2 separate regions of the Rattus norvegicus genome follow, and region 1 is linked to region 2. A link is a contact called in public Hi-C data. All regions are on one chromosome and are shown on one strand. Each heading gives the region's core, a stretch centred on a gene start, on an enhancer-like site or on the middle of the called end of the contact. The rest is flanking DNA. Distances are from core to core; before and after follow the strand shown. Region 1 has its middle 110 kb from the start of Ddit4l. Region 2 has its middle 330 kb from the start of Ppp3ca.

Evidence for each region. Hi-C and Micro-C count contacts between places; a contact is called where the count stands out from the background.
Region 1: a Hi-C map of frontal cortex shows a contact between it and region 2, with 2.0 times the contacts expected there. The contact joins two enhancer-like sites. A contact is called at or near these places in 2 of 12 Hi-C or Micro-C datasets (Schwann cells and frontal cortex).

Annotation. Positions count from the first base shown.
Region 1 is chr2:228,911,558-228,914,257 of GRCr8, reverse strand. No RefSeq gene overlaps it. Among named protein-coding and RNA genes, the nearest start is that of Ddit4l, 110 kb to the right of the region's middle. Within about 2 kb of position 1,442, at least 50 of the 93 cell types and tissues checked have an H3K27ac peak or open chromatin away from gene starts, as enhancers often do.
Region 2 is chr2:228,170,815-228,173,687 of GRCr8, reverse strand. No RefSeq gene overlaps it. Among named protein-coding and RNA genes, the nearest start is that of Ppp3ca, 330 kb to the right of the region's middle. Within about 2 kb of position 1,382, at least 3 of the 93 cell types and tissues checked have an H3K27ac peak or open chromatin away from gene starts, as enhancers often do.

The DNA of each region.
Region 1 (2,700 bases), core at 193-2,692, 740 kb before region 2:
TGCTTCTGCTCCCTTTGCCCTCGTGGATTGTCCTGAGTTTCTTTCTGCCCTGAGTTTCCTTCATGATGAACTCTAAGTGGTAAGGCAAACCTTTCCTTTTCCAAGTTGTCTTTACCTGGTGTTTGACACAACAACAGAAGGCAAACCAATACAGGAGGCCTATAACTGGCTGAAGGGTGAGGCTGTTTATGATTGACCAAAGTCCGCACTTTCTGTAACAAACCATATACACCTCTTATGTGTGGTAGCTTACATATGAATTCCCAGCACTCAGAAGGCAGATGCAGGAGGATCAGAAGTTCAAGGTCAGACTGGGCCACAGGGAACCAACTTGTTTCAAAATAAATTAATGAACAAATAAATACTTGTTCAGTTTGTTGATGTTTAAGTGGTAGTTTGTAACAGGGGCTCAGAGTTCAGAGATAAGCTAATGGCTTTCTGTTTTCTTAATCTAACACGGCCAAGTTACATTTCTGGTGTGTGTGTGTGTGGTGTGTGTGCACACGCGTGTGTGTGTAATGTGTGTGCATATGTTCATTTGTGTGCATTTGTGTGATGTGTGTGTGTGAGACTGTGAGTGTATGTGCCTGTGTGTGGGTCTATATGCATTTCTCTGTGTGTAGGTATGATGTATGTGTGACTGTGTGTGTATGTGTCTGTATTTGTGCATTTGTATGTGATTCTGTGTGTATGTGTGTTTCTGGTTGAGTTGGGGTGGGAGTGAACGTTGCCTCTCCTGAAACCACCACGCCTCATCTGTAGAACGCTGCTTCTTCCTCTCACCTGCTGAAGTAAGGCAATATATACAAAATATTTCTCCTCTCTAGACCTGCCTGCTGTGGAGTCCAGATCATTTATTATTTATTCCTAAGCAGGATAGAGCTTTACTGCCTATTTTCGCCATGGTTCATGAAATTGACACAGGAAGTAGACACACAGGAGGAGCTGTAACTGCCTCCTGTTTGTTGTTGAGCATGGGTATCCGTCCTGGTATGCAGTGGCAGCCAGACTGTCTCCAGGAGAAGCCAGCTCATGGAGGGCGGTCTAAATCTCCCTTCTCTGCTGCCATCTGCTTTTTTTGTGAAGACTGCTAAGAACATTTCAGAACTCTCTCCAAATATTAAAGTCCTTATCACTTCCTAAACTGGAGGTTTGTTCAGGACTGCCACAAAGCAGTACTAATACTCCTCCTCTCTCTCATCAGCAACTTCCTGTGATGGTTGGTGCTGGGGAACTCTCTGAACCTAGGAGGAGAGCGAGGATAAAACCTGTGAGTTATCTATATCTGGCTCCCGGCTTTGTTTTCTTAGAGAAACCTGTGTCGGCTAAGAATCACTAGAGGGCGCCGGCGGGCTACGCTGGCGCTGGAGAGGCACCGCTCTCCTTCACCCACTCCACTCCCATTCCTTCCCACACTGCGGGGGGCAAAAACAACCCGGGGCGCTGACGTCAGGCAGCCCGAGGCGCCTGCCGCTGAACCCATAGGTATAGTTAATCCCCCAGGAGTGAGGCCCGTGCTTTCCCCTGGCAGCCCAATTTTCAGCTTAAATCATTGCCCTAATCTTATTTTAATGTGCATTGGGGCCCTGGTGGCTAGAGTGGGTGGCAGGGGAACAGCATTTAACATCCTTTGGAGTTTGGATTGTGCCCGACACTTCTTAAGCACTTGGGTGGGACAGAGAGACTCTGTAATCTTGCAGCTGCAATCGACCTCAGTAGTCTTTGCCTTATTTGGCAAATTTAATGGCAACGTTAATTTTGGGGATTGGGGGTGGGGCTGGGGTAGAAGAAAAGGAAAGGAACACGTGTGAAGTAGCTAGTATGTGCCGTGCACTTTCTCATGTTGTTTAATGTTCACAGCGACTGTATGAAGGTGTTTGAAATGCTCAGTTTAGCAGAGACATTGAGAGATCTAAACCTTCAGTTAGACAGCTCGGCGAGTGGCGCCCTCCACTGACCAGTCCCAGAACCGCAATCTGGGATCGGCTACCTGTGCGGTTTGCCTCGCTTTCTAATTTTACTTAAGGACTCTCACCAAGTGGGTCTATTATTAGTTTTACACGAGACTTGGCAATGGAACAAAACCCACATTCCAAGGGGAACTAGCCCTTTTCGGGATAGTAGAATAAAGGCTAAATTTAACCACTCAGATGCTTATTAACCTCTAGCTGTCTAGGATGTATCTTGCCTGACTTGGATCAAGTTCAGGGCCAGATGTGCTTACAACAAGGTAACGGAAAAGTACTGGCTAGCGGAAGGGCGTTGTTTGACTGGTGTGACATCCACGGGCTGTATTTAAATCAAGTAAAGGAAGAGAAGAGAGCAGTTTATCTGATAACTTGGTTCGTCATCACATCGCTGGCACCACAAAGGTGGTATAGTGACCCAGAGCATGGGGTGTGAGGGAAGTGACACACAGTGCCCAAGGCAGAACAGGCTGTCCATAAATGGTGAGTCAGAATTCAGTGATGCTTTCAGAATGGCAATGGTCCCACGGCCTGTATCCCAGAGTTCTTCAGCTGAAGCCCACATCCCGGTTGGGTGCTCTAAAATTAAGTATAAATCAAGAAACCAAACTGTAGACACTTCACAGACCAAAGTGCCTCGTGATGGTGCGATGACTCCGAAGTTGGTCAGAGAGGCATCAATTTTTTTTTTTTTTCTTTTCAGGTTTCTTGTGCTGTTCTGACAGGGGCTGCT
Region 2 (2,873 bases), core at 133-2,632:
AGACATGAATTGTATGACCTGCCACTTCGTGTCTTGCCTTTCAAATGCTGTTTTATTTGGTTCATTTTTTGAAGTGTTTCAGATCATCTTTTCTTGAAAAGCTAATCCTCAAATAGCATTTCCACCTCCACCAACTCCTCCTTATGATAAAATTGTAAGAAAACTGCTTCATGTAAATTTAAAAAAGAAACTTTTAAAGTGAAGGGATACTGCCACAACCTAGCATCTGACTAAGAAACATCCTTAGCATTCTTCTAATAATTTTTGGATAAAGAGTTACCTCACAGAAAAGCAAAATAGTTCTTGCTGAGGCCCCATTATTTGACATTGGGGAAAAGACAGGATTCTTTGAGTTTTTCAAAATGTTTTTATCTTCCTGGCTTTGCTTGCCTTTTTTGAGGAAATGATTTAATATGATATACTTTGGGAAAATTTATATCATTTATGCTTTAATAATAATTTGGACCTCTATTGGGTTTCGTCATTAACTTGCACAATTCCCGTAATGCTAGTGGATATATGACAGAAAAAAGGGACAGTGAACCTTGATATCTTCCCTGCTGAACATCAGTGAGCTGTCTTTCTGCTTTGGGATACAGGGTGTTTAAAATATTTGTCCAATGTCTCCATCCAAAGCCTTCAATCAGAACGAAAATTGCTACTGTGAAATAAGCCCCAATTATCTGCTAGGTATTTAGTGGAAAAGTTAGTACATCCTGTTTTAATTCACACAAAACCTTGATAATTAGGAGTCATCTCCACTGTTTAGAGTGGTTGTTTTCTACCCTTACACTGCTTAAATTAGAAAGCTGAGGTGTAATGTTCCAGAACATGTTCTTTTGGAAGAGACTCAGCCGATTTCTAATGGTGCATTATGACTGATATCAGCGGTGAATGATAACTCGCCTGAGGTGGATACCTACTGCATTGTACACCGTTCCTCCGAAGTGGTATGCGGTTTCATGAAAATTCTCATCCCTCTGTTAGATGATCATTATTACGAGCGACTAGAAGGACCACTGGGAGGCAGTAGCAGTATGAGCCAGCCGCCCAAACTTCAAGTCATTGGCATTGGTTTGCTCTGAGCTGGGATCTCCACTTCTTTCAGAAATGAACAACATAGAAACACCGTTTCCTTTGCCATACCATAATACACCATTGTAGAGAAATGTGTTTGTAAATTGTTTGGGGATATAGATGTCCTGGTCTGTGAATACAGTGAGGAGAATAAAGACAGGGAGGGACCTCAGCAGACTAGCTCAAGCGCTGTAATGTTAATGGTGGAGGAACCGGAAGTAGTGAGCTGGGGCGGGCTCAGCTCCCAGAGTGGAAATGATGAAGACCTGAAGAAGATGCCCTGTGGAAGGGCTAGAGCATGCTGTGACATTGGTGTGGTCAGAGGACAGAACAGATGGAAATCTACAGGGTCCTTGGACGTCAGAACTAGAAATGACCTTCCAAAAAATCCAGAGTGGTGCTGTCCTCAGTGTGTCTTACAGACTGTCTTACAGTACCACAAATCAACTAAGCGTGTGTGTGGGAGATTCTTGGGGGAGCCTTGGAGTTGTGAATGCCTAACTTCCAGCCAAGCACTTCCACACTTAACAGTTTTATATTTGGCAGTTTCTGTATGGATTTTGTTTTGTAGAAAATAACCTATAGCTTCAAAATGTGGAGACACTGTTATTTTATAAATAAAAAGCAAATGAAACCTTACTTAGTATAGTATATCTTTCTTCAGTAATGAACAAATAAAATATATCCCTTTAACAGGGCAAATATTCATGCCTATGTATTCTTCAAAGTCAAAAACCATCTTTAGATGCCTGCTAAGAGGGCTGAGCGCTGAGGAAATACAGCCCACACTGAGCTCTGGGTCCAGACCAGTTCTGCCAAAGTGTTACCAATCTATATTTTGAGATTTAGCCATTTCAAAAGCCTGCCTTCATTTTCTCTTTAGGTTGAAAACTTTCAGTCAGTCCTAGGAAAGCTTCCATAGGGTAGATCTGTCCACTGTTCTATCCAAAAGGGATAAGGCTAAAGGAAAGAAACTCATATATCAAGGAGAAAAGAGAAGTTATATGACTAGTTCTAACCATGAAGATTTCAGGAGAGATACTGAAGCATGAACAAATGCTTTTGCATATCATTGGGCAGATTTTTCCTAAGAAAAGTCTCTGTTAATTCGAGGCAACCGACAGGACACTGGCTTTGGATTCAGACCTCCATAAATATAAATGAAAAGCCACTCAACTCCAGCTGTGTGCCCTTGACCCAACTCGTTAGCCTTTTAGTCTTCATGATGTACATATCCTTCTTGGATGTTGAGCAGAATGAGATGGAGTATGGGGTGGGCCCAGGGCAAGGCCAGATGTCACTCTTAACTGTGCATTGCTTCTGTTTTAAAGTGTGACCAAACCCATTTTTTAAAGAATTCTAGAGTTCCAGAAGTCAGGGGTTTTAGAAGAGCCAAGAACACTAGATACCAGATGCTCAGAATTACGATTGGGCCACAGACAGTCTTATGGGGAAAACAAGAGTCAGAAAGTGAATGATTTGGAAAAGTACACTTAGGGCGATCATGGTCCAAAAGGCATAGAATTTGAAATTATATGCCCTTTGAGATTCTTCTAGAAAAAAACAAAAATATAGAGATACAATAACTATATTGAGTATAGGTTTTTCTATTGAGGTTGTTATATTTTTGAAAAGTGGTATTCTTGAATGTTAATCTGGTCCATTCATTTCTTATGGACATAAATTCCAGTTTACAGCTCTAATCCAATGCTCTCACTGGGACTGGGCTGGTAGAATGGGCATATATGGCAGACAGCCTCTTGGGTTCTCTCAGAACAGGTTGGTTATGACATCAT